Linked DNA regions of Mus musculus: region 1 is linked to region 2. Evidence: chromatin contacts called from public HiCAR-type data. All regions are on one chromosome and are shown on one strand. The core of a region is the stretch at or near the end of the contact, and the rest is flanking DNA. Distances in the headings are between cores, read along the strand shown. Region 1 holds the start of AY702103 (cDNA sequence AY702103). Region 2 overlaps Rftn1 (raftlin lipid raft linker 1).

Region 1 (3,710 bases), core at 704-3,203, 240 kb before region 2:
AGTCTTCTGGATCCTGGAAAATAGTCGTGGAAGGGGAATATCTTTTGCTGGTCTGCAGTGATTCTAAATCGCTCAGCTGCCCCTTGTTAAGTTTGAGAGCTTGCCATCTCCCTGGCTTCCATGTTGAGTGCCTAGTCACAGGGCTCCTGCTCCTCCTCTGCCTCCTCCAGTCCCCATACCTCTAGTACTTGGTAACTGGGGTGCCACACTGATCTCCCAAACTGACAGCCCGTGGTAGAGATCTCCAAAGGCCACACCCTTACTCTCCTGGGGCTCATACCTATCCTTGACTAGGTTTGAACCTGGCTCTGGGTTGCCTGTCCAAGATCCAAGAGCCTTATCACTGGGCCAGTCTCTGCCCACAATGCAGTGTGTGGTGCATAGGGAAGTCACATTGTCCTTCTAAACACTTTGGGTGCCTCAGATGGCCAATTGTTGTCATTAGATGGACTCCCTCTCAGGAATTTGAGCTGGCGGGTAGAGGGAGCAGTCTGCATATACTAGAAGCCATTTTTGTCCTCACTTCCTCTTCTGAACTTTTCTGAAAAAGCTCTCCCAGGAAATCATCTCTAGAATCCCAGCAGGTCGGAGAGGGAGTCAGAGGCTGTGGGAAATGGCAAAGCTACAGACCTGTTTGTGTTGGAAAGATGTAGGATTTTGAGGTCTCTGAGAAGCAAGCTCCATCTTTTTGCCTCACCCAAAAGGCATCTTCTTGTAGGAATGAAGGCCCATTGGGAAATATTCTTGCAGGTGGCCCCATCATTCAAGGATCACTGCTTCTGAGCTTCCATATTTGTCTCTGGGTTTTCAGAACTTGTCTCTGAGTTTTCAGGCAGGACCACTGTGTGGTCCACAGCAATTCCTTGACAAGTGCCCACAGGCACCTTAATGGCATTGTAATGGCTCCACTTGCTGCTTGAGTGGTTTTCAGTATACCCTCTAGCTGCTGTTTTCCTGGGGAGACTAGCTGGGGACTTGGTGAGTCACTTCTTGGCTGTCTGACATAGCAACTGTCCACCCGTGTCTCGGAGACAGCCTCTAGATCTTTGCCCAGGGAACCCTCTGGGATCCTGTACAGATCTCTCAGAGATCTTCCTGCAATGTTTGTCAGATCCTTGCAAAGGTCCTTCCAAATCTGGAATATGGCTGGACCCATTGATGAGACAGGCGCTCCTGTGGAGGCTCCTGGGTGGCTTTTATCTGCCAGTGTTGAGGAAGATGGAGCTTCAGGATTAACTTCTGCATGACCCATCTCTGGGAGTTGGTTCTCAGACTTTACCAGATGATATCTGGATCTTGTAGGGCCAGTGGCCCTGGTTGTTGGCCTTTGTGCTTGGATGAGAAGGTGTTCAGGGCCTTGGAACTCAGGAACCATCCAGCTCTGAGGTGTGACAGTGTCCCAAGGGAAGGGTTTCTGGAGACACGGGGGCCCAGGAACCACACATCTTTGAGAGGAAGTCTCCTTCCTCATTGGAGGCTTCCCAGCTCCAGGGAAGGATGTCCCCAGCTGAGCTCAGGAGCCTCAAGCCTACTCCTTCTCTTCCTTTCTTGTCTTCATTGCTTCTTGTCTTCTTCCAATGAGAGAAGAACATGACAGCAGAGCTCATGAAAGGCATTCATTGGTGTGTCCACAGTATGGAAGAATGCATCCTGGAATATTAGTGCCTATGGTTTCAGGAGAGTGCAGAGAGCACTTGCTAATTGGACAAAGTCCAGTGCTTGTATAGGTGTTCTTAGGGCATGGACCTTTCTAGAGTAAGATTTCCAGAGTGAGGATGGCTGGCATCTCAATTTCTGAGCCTGAGGGAGCTCAGGGATTGGTGAGTTTACCTGTTCAGGGATTGGTGGGTTTTGATGTCCAGGGATAGGTGAGTTTCTGTGGGAAGTTCAGGGTTTGGTGGATTTTCCTATTCAGGAATTGGTGGCTTTTATTCAGGCTTTTCACCTAGAATTAGCATAACGTGGGTGGGGCCTGTTGACATGCTGGAGATGACCCTTCTGACAGTTATGACAGTTAGTGGGGTTCTGGGGGAGGGGCCTGGCTGCTGGAGAGCCTCAGTCTCAGCCAGGACCATTTTCTGAGTTGAGGTTTACAAACTTTATAAAGTGTACAGAGTTTACAAAATATATAGAGTTTGCAAAGGGAGTCCAGGGCAGGAAAGCCATTCCTGGCACTTGAGTGGCCTGCATATCTAACCCAGGTGTTGTCATGAACCCCTTTTTAAAGTGTTGTTCCAGCTGCTCTCAGAGCTCTGGGTAATCTTGACAACATTCCCTTCTCTTGACAAGAAAGAACACCTGTCCTGGAAAGATGATTTGCTGGTAGAGGACACAGTCTTGAAGCTAGATTCTGAGGACCTGGAGGCAGGGATATCTGCAGCCAGCAGGACCTTGGAGGCACCGTCTTGAACAAACACACTAGTGGTACAGTCCTACCACTGACATTGGTAGCTGAGTCACAGTGAGCTGTGCACAGACCTACATCTTCTAGATCCTGGAGAATCGTTCTAGAATTGGACTACCCTTTGCAGGAAGTCTAAATCTCTCAGATGTCCCTTGCTAATTTGAGAGCTTGCCATCTCCCTGGCTTCCATGTTGAGTGCCCAGTCACAGGGCTCCTGCTGCTTTGCTTCCTCCAGTCCCCAGTACCTCTACTACTTGGTGACTGGGATACCATGCTGCTCTCCCAAACTGACAGCCCACGGCAGAGATCTCCAAAGGCCACACCCTCTCGCTCCTGGGTCTTATACACACCCTTGGCTTTGGCAAACAGGACGATGAGACCACATTTGCTGGCAATTGGCAGCTGAAGGACGACACCCTGAAAGAAGATGTGTTGTCTGTTCCACCACGGTCCCCACAGTTCCACATCATCTCTCCAGCTTTAAGGAGACCCCACCTTCCCTGCTGTGGCTTTCCAAAGCATCCAGAAGCACGCTTGCCGGCCCAGGAGTGTCCCAAATGGTGGGATAAAGTAGAGGAAGCATTTTAGCGCTTCTTACTGCTACATCAGTAATTCTTGACACCCAACCCCCTTTCAGATTCTCTCTTCCTCCTCCCTCTCAGCAACACACAAGGAAGGCGTGTGTCTCAGCTGGCAGGCTGCTTGCACAATACACACCGGAAGCTCTGGGTTCCACCCCAGCACCTTGTACAGAAGAGTGTGGTGGAGCACACCTATGTGGTCCCAGTCCTGGAGGCAGAAGGGTCAGAAGTTCAAGGTCAGTTTCAGCTATACAAGGATTTCAAAGTCAGCCTGGGTTACTAAGATCCTACCTTTAAAAAAAAATCAAATAAAAAAATACATGACAGTCACGATGGTTCACAGGGTGACCATGCTTGCCTCAAGTCAAGTGACCTGATCTCTGGGACCCAAGTGGGGGAAGGGGAGAACCAACTCTAACAAGGCGTCTTCTAACATCCACGAGTTGTCCTACACACACACACACACACACACACACACACACACACAGCGGATGTTTAAAAGTAAAGCATTAGAAATTCCATTTAGCGGAGGAGTCTGCCTTTGAGAGTGGGTGACCCTTCAGCACCAGGTTAGCATCCTACAACTTGAGGCTGGTATCTCACTCATCCCGCAGGAGGCAGCCCGGGAGGATGCAACAACGCTGTGTAATCTACCTCATCCCCGTTAGGTGGCGCCGTAAGCCAACAAAGCTGCCCAGCTCAAGCCAACAAAGATGTCCAGGACA
Region 2 (3,841 bases), core at 532-3,031:
TGTGTGTGTGTGTGTGTGTGTGTGTGTGTGTTTTTGAGATGAGGCCTAACTAAGTTGTCCAAGTTGCACCTGAACTCACTCTGTAGCCCAGAAGACCTTAGCTTGTGATTTCCTGCTGACACCTCTCTGGTAGCTGCCTTACAGGCTCAGGCCCCACATGTAATTCCGAGTTAGGTAGGTTAGCTGAATTAAGCAGTCTCAGTGCCACAGATGTGGTGGCTGAGAAAAAGCCCTGGCTCTGTCCAGCCTGTTTTCCTTACAGACCTGGTAACAGTTGACCTTAGACCTCCCTGCCTCTCCTCCAGCTGCAGAAACTCTTCAGTTGGGGGAGCTCTGAGGTGTGTTCCATATCCTGCCTCAGAGGCACAACCCGAGGCAAACTGTGCTCCTGGCCTCTCCCCAGGTTGTGGCTTCCTTTGGAGTCTCAGGATCTGAAGCTAGTGTTGTTTATTACTTGTGGCAACTGCCCCGTTCCTACAGGGAGGCCCGCCAGCAACAAGGGCAGAGTGGGAGAGGCCGAGGAAGCCCTTTCCTGTGGGTGGCCTGAGGAGGTGATCTTTCTTCTTAGACATTTCTTTGATATTGTAGTCCTTCCAGAAGCTTTTCTGGGCAAGGCGATTCTGGATTGTGGTCTGAGAACCACCAGCAGCCACAGTAGAACTTGAGAGTCAAGTCAGCCCCCATCCTGCCAGCCCACTGAGCTGGGCCCTCGGGAACCAGGGCCTGTAGCTGTATCTTACAGGGACCTCATCAAGGAGGTTGCTCGCTCAGGGCCAAGGCCCTGGGTATCAACTGAGTAGTCTGGCCTCTTTCTGGGCACTCACCTGTGAATCTCTACTCACGAGTTCTCATAATTAATGTTGCGCCCTGATTTATGTCAGGGAGCCTGTAAACAGGAAGCTCTTTGTTGTTAATTATCCAAACCACAGCACTAAGTCTGGACTTCATTGGTTGGTGACTGGGTGTAAGGGCCCAGGTGACCTGACTGATTCATTCTGACCTCTGAATGCGGAAGGCCAAAGTGTTTATGCGCAGAGCTGAGCCGTTCCAAAGGTGCTCTTACCTCCTAGAAAAAGATTGTTTATTTGTTTTGTTTATTTGTCTTTGCCCAGAAGGGAAGATTGGGAAGGTGGGTCTGGAGAAATCAGGTTAAACGTCAGCCCTGGGGTTTCCTAGCTGTGTCCTTTGGGACAAGTTAGCCAACATCTCTGAACTTCTTTGAATCGTGTGTAAAACTGCACTAGTAATGCTTATGGGAGACCTACCTGGGGAGCTAAGGGGGGTGTGCGCTCCTATCAAGAATGGCTGCCTATTCTTAGGCAATGTGCTATTGAAGTGCTCAAAGTGGACCACTATTCTACCCTCAGTTCCAGACTACTTCCCCCTGCCAAAGAAAGAGTGGGGAGGCTGAGCCACATCTCCCTGGGGATCTGGCTCTGTGATTGCTGAGAGGTCCAGGCAGCAGCAGCAGAAGTCCTGAGGTCACCCCAAATCCATATATCCACAGGAAATAGTATAGTCCTTAAGGCCCGTGTTTGCCTGGGCAGGTCCCTCTGCGATGACCCAGATAGTGGAGTGTGATTGAAGTGGGTCTTTCCTAGCTCACAGTGACAAGCCAAACTCTACTGGAGAAGGTGCTGGAGAGAGCAGCTTCTGTCCTTGCCTCATACCCTTAGCACTCTTAGCTTTTCCAGGTCAACAAAAGGTGGCCTTCTAGAGGACACTTTGTGGCCAGGCTTTCCCAGAGACCGTGGACATTTCCTGGTATAGTGAGCAAGGGCAGATACTAAGCTCGTAGTAGAAAGTGACTCATCTCCAGGCTGGCAGAACTATCCTTGTTAGGACACCATGTATCCACAGGAGACATTACTCAACACTGGCTATACAGTGTATGGGGCAGGGGACACCCATGAGAGGAGAGGGACTTCACATAGATAAGAGTTTGCTTGGGGACAGCCATCGTGTCTCAGAGCCAGGACATGGGCTCAGCAGCCTCAAGGTGCTTTGGTATAGTTGCAGTCAAGTCTCTCACCCGAGACAATCTTGCCATTCTCTTGGCAAAAGTACAGTTTCTTCTGACTTCCCTCTACAGCTGACTACTCCAAGGATAAAATACAAGCTAACTTAACCAACTTCTCACAAATCCACAGAAAAGGTCAGAAGGTTCTGTTTGGGAACTTCCATCCGTGTGGGGACCAAACCAGGGAAACATGGTGTCCAGACTCCATGGAGTAGATAAGCAATGCTACAGCAGCCAGCTGGGGTCGGAACGGTCCTCTGGGTGTTTGTTGGGCCTTATGGTGTCTTATAGACAGCCTGGCTGAAGTGCTGTGGTTATAAGGTGACTGAGCTGGGCTAGCTTCTAACAGTTGTTTAAAAAAAAAAGTGGTTTATTATGAACAAGCCACACCAGTTGTAGATTTGCAAGTTGCCTGGGGACCTTCGTCAGCTTGTCCAAGAGGACTGGTGGCAGGCATCACTCTCACAAGTCCTTTAGGAGGGTCTGGGCTCTGCAGCAAAATACCTGCGCCATGTGCCCTCACCTCCTTTGCCCTTGGGCCCATGCCACCCTTCTCCTTCCACAGCTCCCCAAATCTAGAACACACATGGAAGGTGTTAGCAGGCAGCAAGGGTGGGGGAGATGGGTTGGATTAGATTTAGCTTGATGGTGTCCCGGGAATCTGGGGTTTGGTAAAGTGAAGCAGGAGATTGAGCTCCTAAGGGTTTACCCATCTCCACTCTCTGTGCCTTCTAGTTCCAGTGGCGATTCTCCCGGAACGAGATCCACGGCAGGCAGACAAGGAAATCCAAAGGGAAACTCAGTGCCAGCAACAAGCAGCAAGCAGAAGAGAATGAGAAGAATCTGGAAGACCAGTTCTCCAAGGCTGGAGATGTGGGAAACTGTGTGCTGGGGGCACCGCAGTGGGGCAGAGCCTCTGAGGTCAGGGAGCAAAGGCAGGGCTCAGCAGCTGTGCAGAATGGTCCCGCTGGCCACAACAGGGACTCGGTGGCCCTTAGGCACTCGAATCCCAGAGCTGAGGCTGAGCTTGCTGCAGGCCCCACTCCAACAGAAGCAAATTGAGTCCGTGGTTTATGCTAGGCCTGCATTGTGATTGCAAACCTTGGGAAGCTTGCTAGCAGCTGGTTTGTTCTGTGTTACCCTTTGGCTTGACCTCCCATTGTTAGCTCATTGGCCCCGTGAGCGCGGGTCTCTGATGGTGTTGTTTTCTGCACATCCACTGGAAAGCTGTCTTAATGATCCACTTCTTTTAGAGTGCAAAGTTGGCCTGTTCCTCCCAGACCTCAGGGCTGGAGGCCCGACTCTGGTCCGCCTCTTCCACAAGGAAGGGCATGGACCATAGTGCCTGTACTGCCCCACAGGACTCCAGGGCACATCTGGGTCAACTTCTGGGACATCCTTTGCTACAAACCAAGGTTTTTCTGCTCACTCCTACATGCTGCTGCTCTGGGCAAGAACATAGTGACATTAACCCTGCAGCCTGCCGGCTGGCCTTCCCCACCTGAGCTCTGGAGACCCTGCTGTTGTGGAAGGCAAGGATGTTGGAGAATAGGAGGTACCCAAGCCTCCTGCCTGTCTTAAGGTAGTTCTATAGATACTGGTGATCTGGAAACAAACAGGTAATTCCCTAAGCCCCGGCTCTTACAGAATGTTCAAGAAAGTATCCTGTGTTAATATTAATGCCAAAAAAATACTGTTTTTAAATTTTGTCTTCAACACATGTATGAATATGTTGTCATTTTGAGCAGTTGGTAACTGGGTGCCCTTGTGTGCTGTTTTTGTTGATGTGTCATTGAGTTGTATGCTGTGCCTGTCACATGT

What was found. HiCAR-type assays count read pairs that join an accessible place to other places.
Region 1: a HiCAR-type map of Th17 cells shows a contact between it and region 2, with 7 times the contacts expected there. The contact joins the promoter of AY702103 here to the enhancer-like site in region 2. A contact is called at or near these places in 13 of 39 promoter capture datasets (3T3-L1-derived adipocytes, the C10 cell line, the HPC-7 cell line and 10 more), 1 of 15 datasets of contacts at CTCF or cohesin (embryonic stem cells), 4 of 484 Hi-C or Micro-C datasets (bone marrow-derived macrophages, embryonic fibroblasts, embryonic stem cells and 1 more) and 5 of 115 datasets of contacts at active chromatin or transcription factors (Th17 cells, embryonic basal ganglia, embryonic stem cells and 1 more).

Annotation. Positions count from the first base shown.
Region 1 is chr17:50,237,451-50,241,160 of GRCm38.p6, reverse strand. AY702103 (cDNA sequence AY702103) reads right to left here and starts at 1,953. Exons shown (of 2, transcript NR_131975.1): 1 at 1-1,953.
Region 2 is chr17:49,993,396-49,997,236 of GRCm38.p6, reverse strand. It overlaps Rftn1 (raftlin lipid raft linker 1), which reads left to right. Exons shown (of 10, transcript NM_181397.2): 10 at 2,756-3,841. The coding sequence ends at 3,082. Among named protein-coding and RNA genes, the nearest start is that of Gm52302, 39 kb to the left of the region's middle. Within about 2 kb of position 1,781, at least 37 of the 459 cell types and tissues checked have an H3K27ac peak or open chromatin away from gene starts, as enhancers often do. A contact at or near this core is called in Th17 cells, where this site is marked.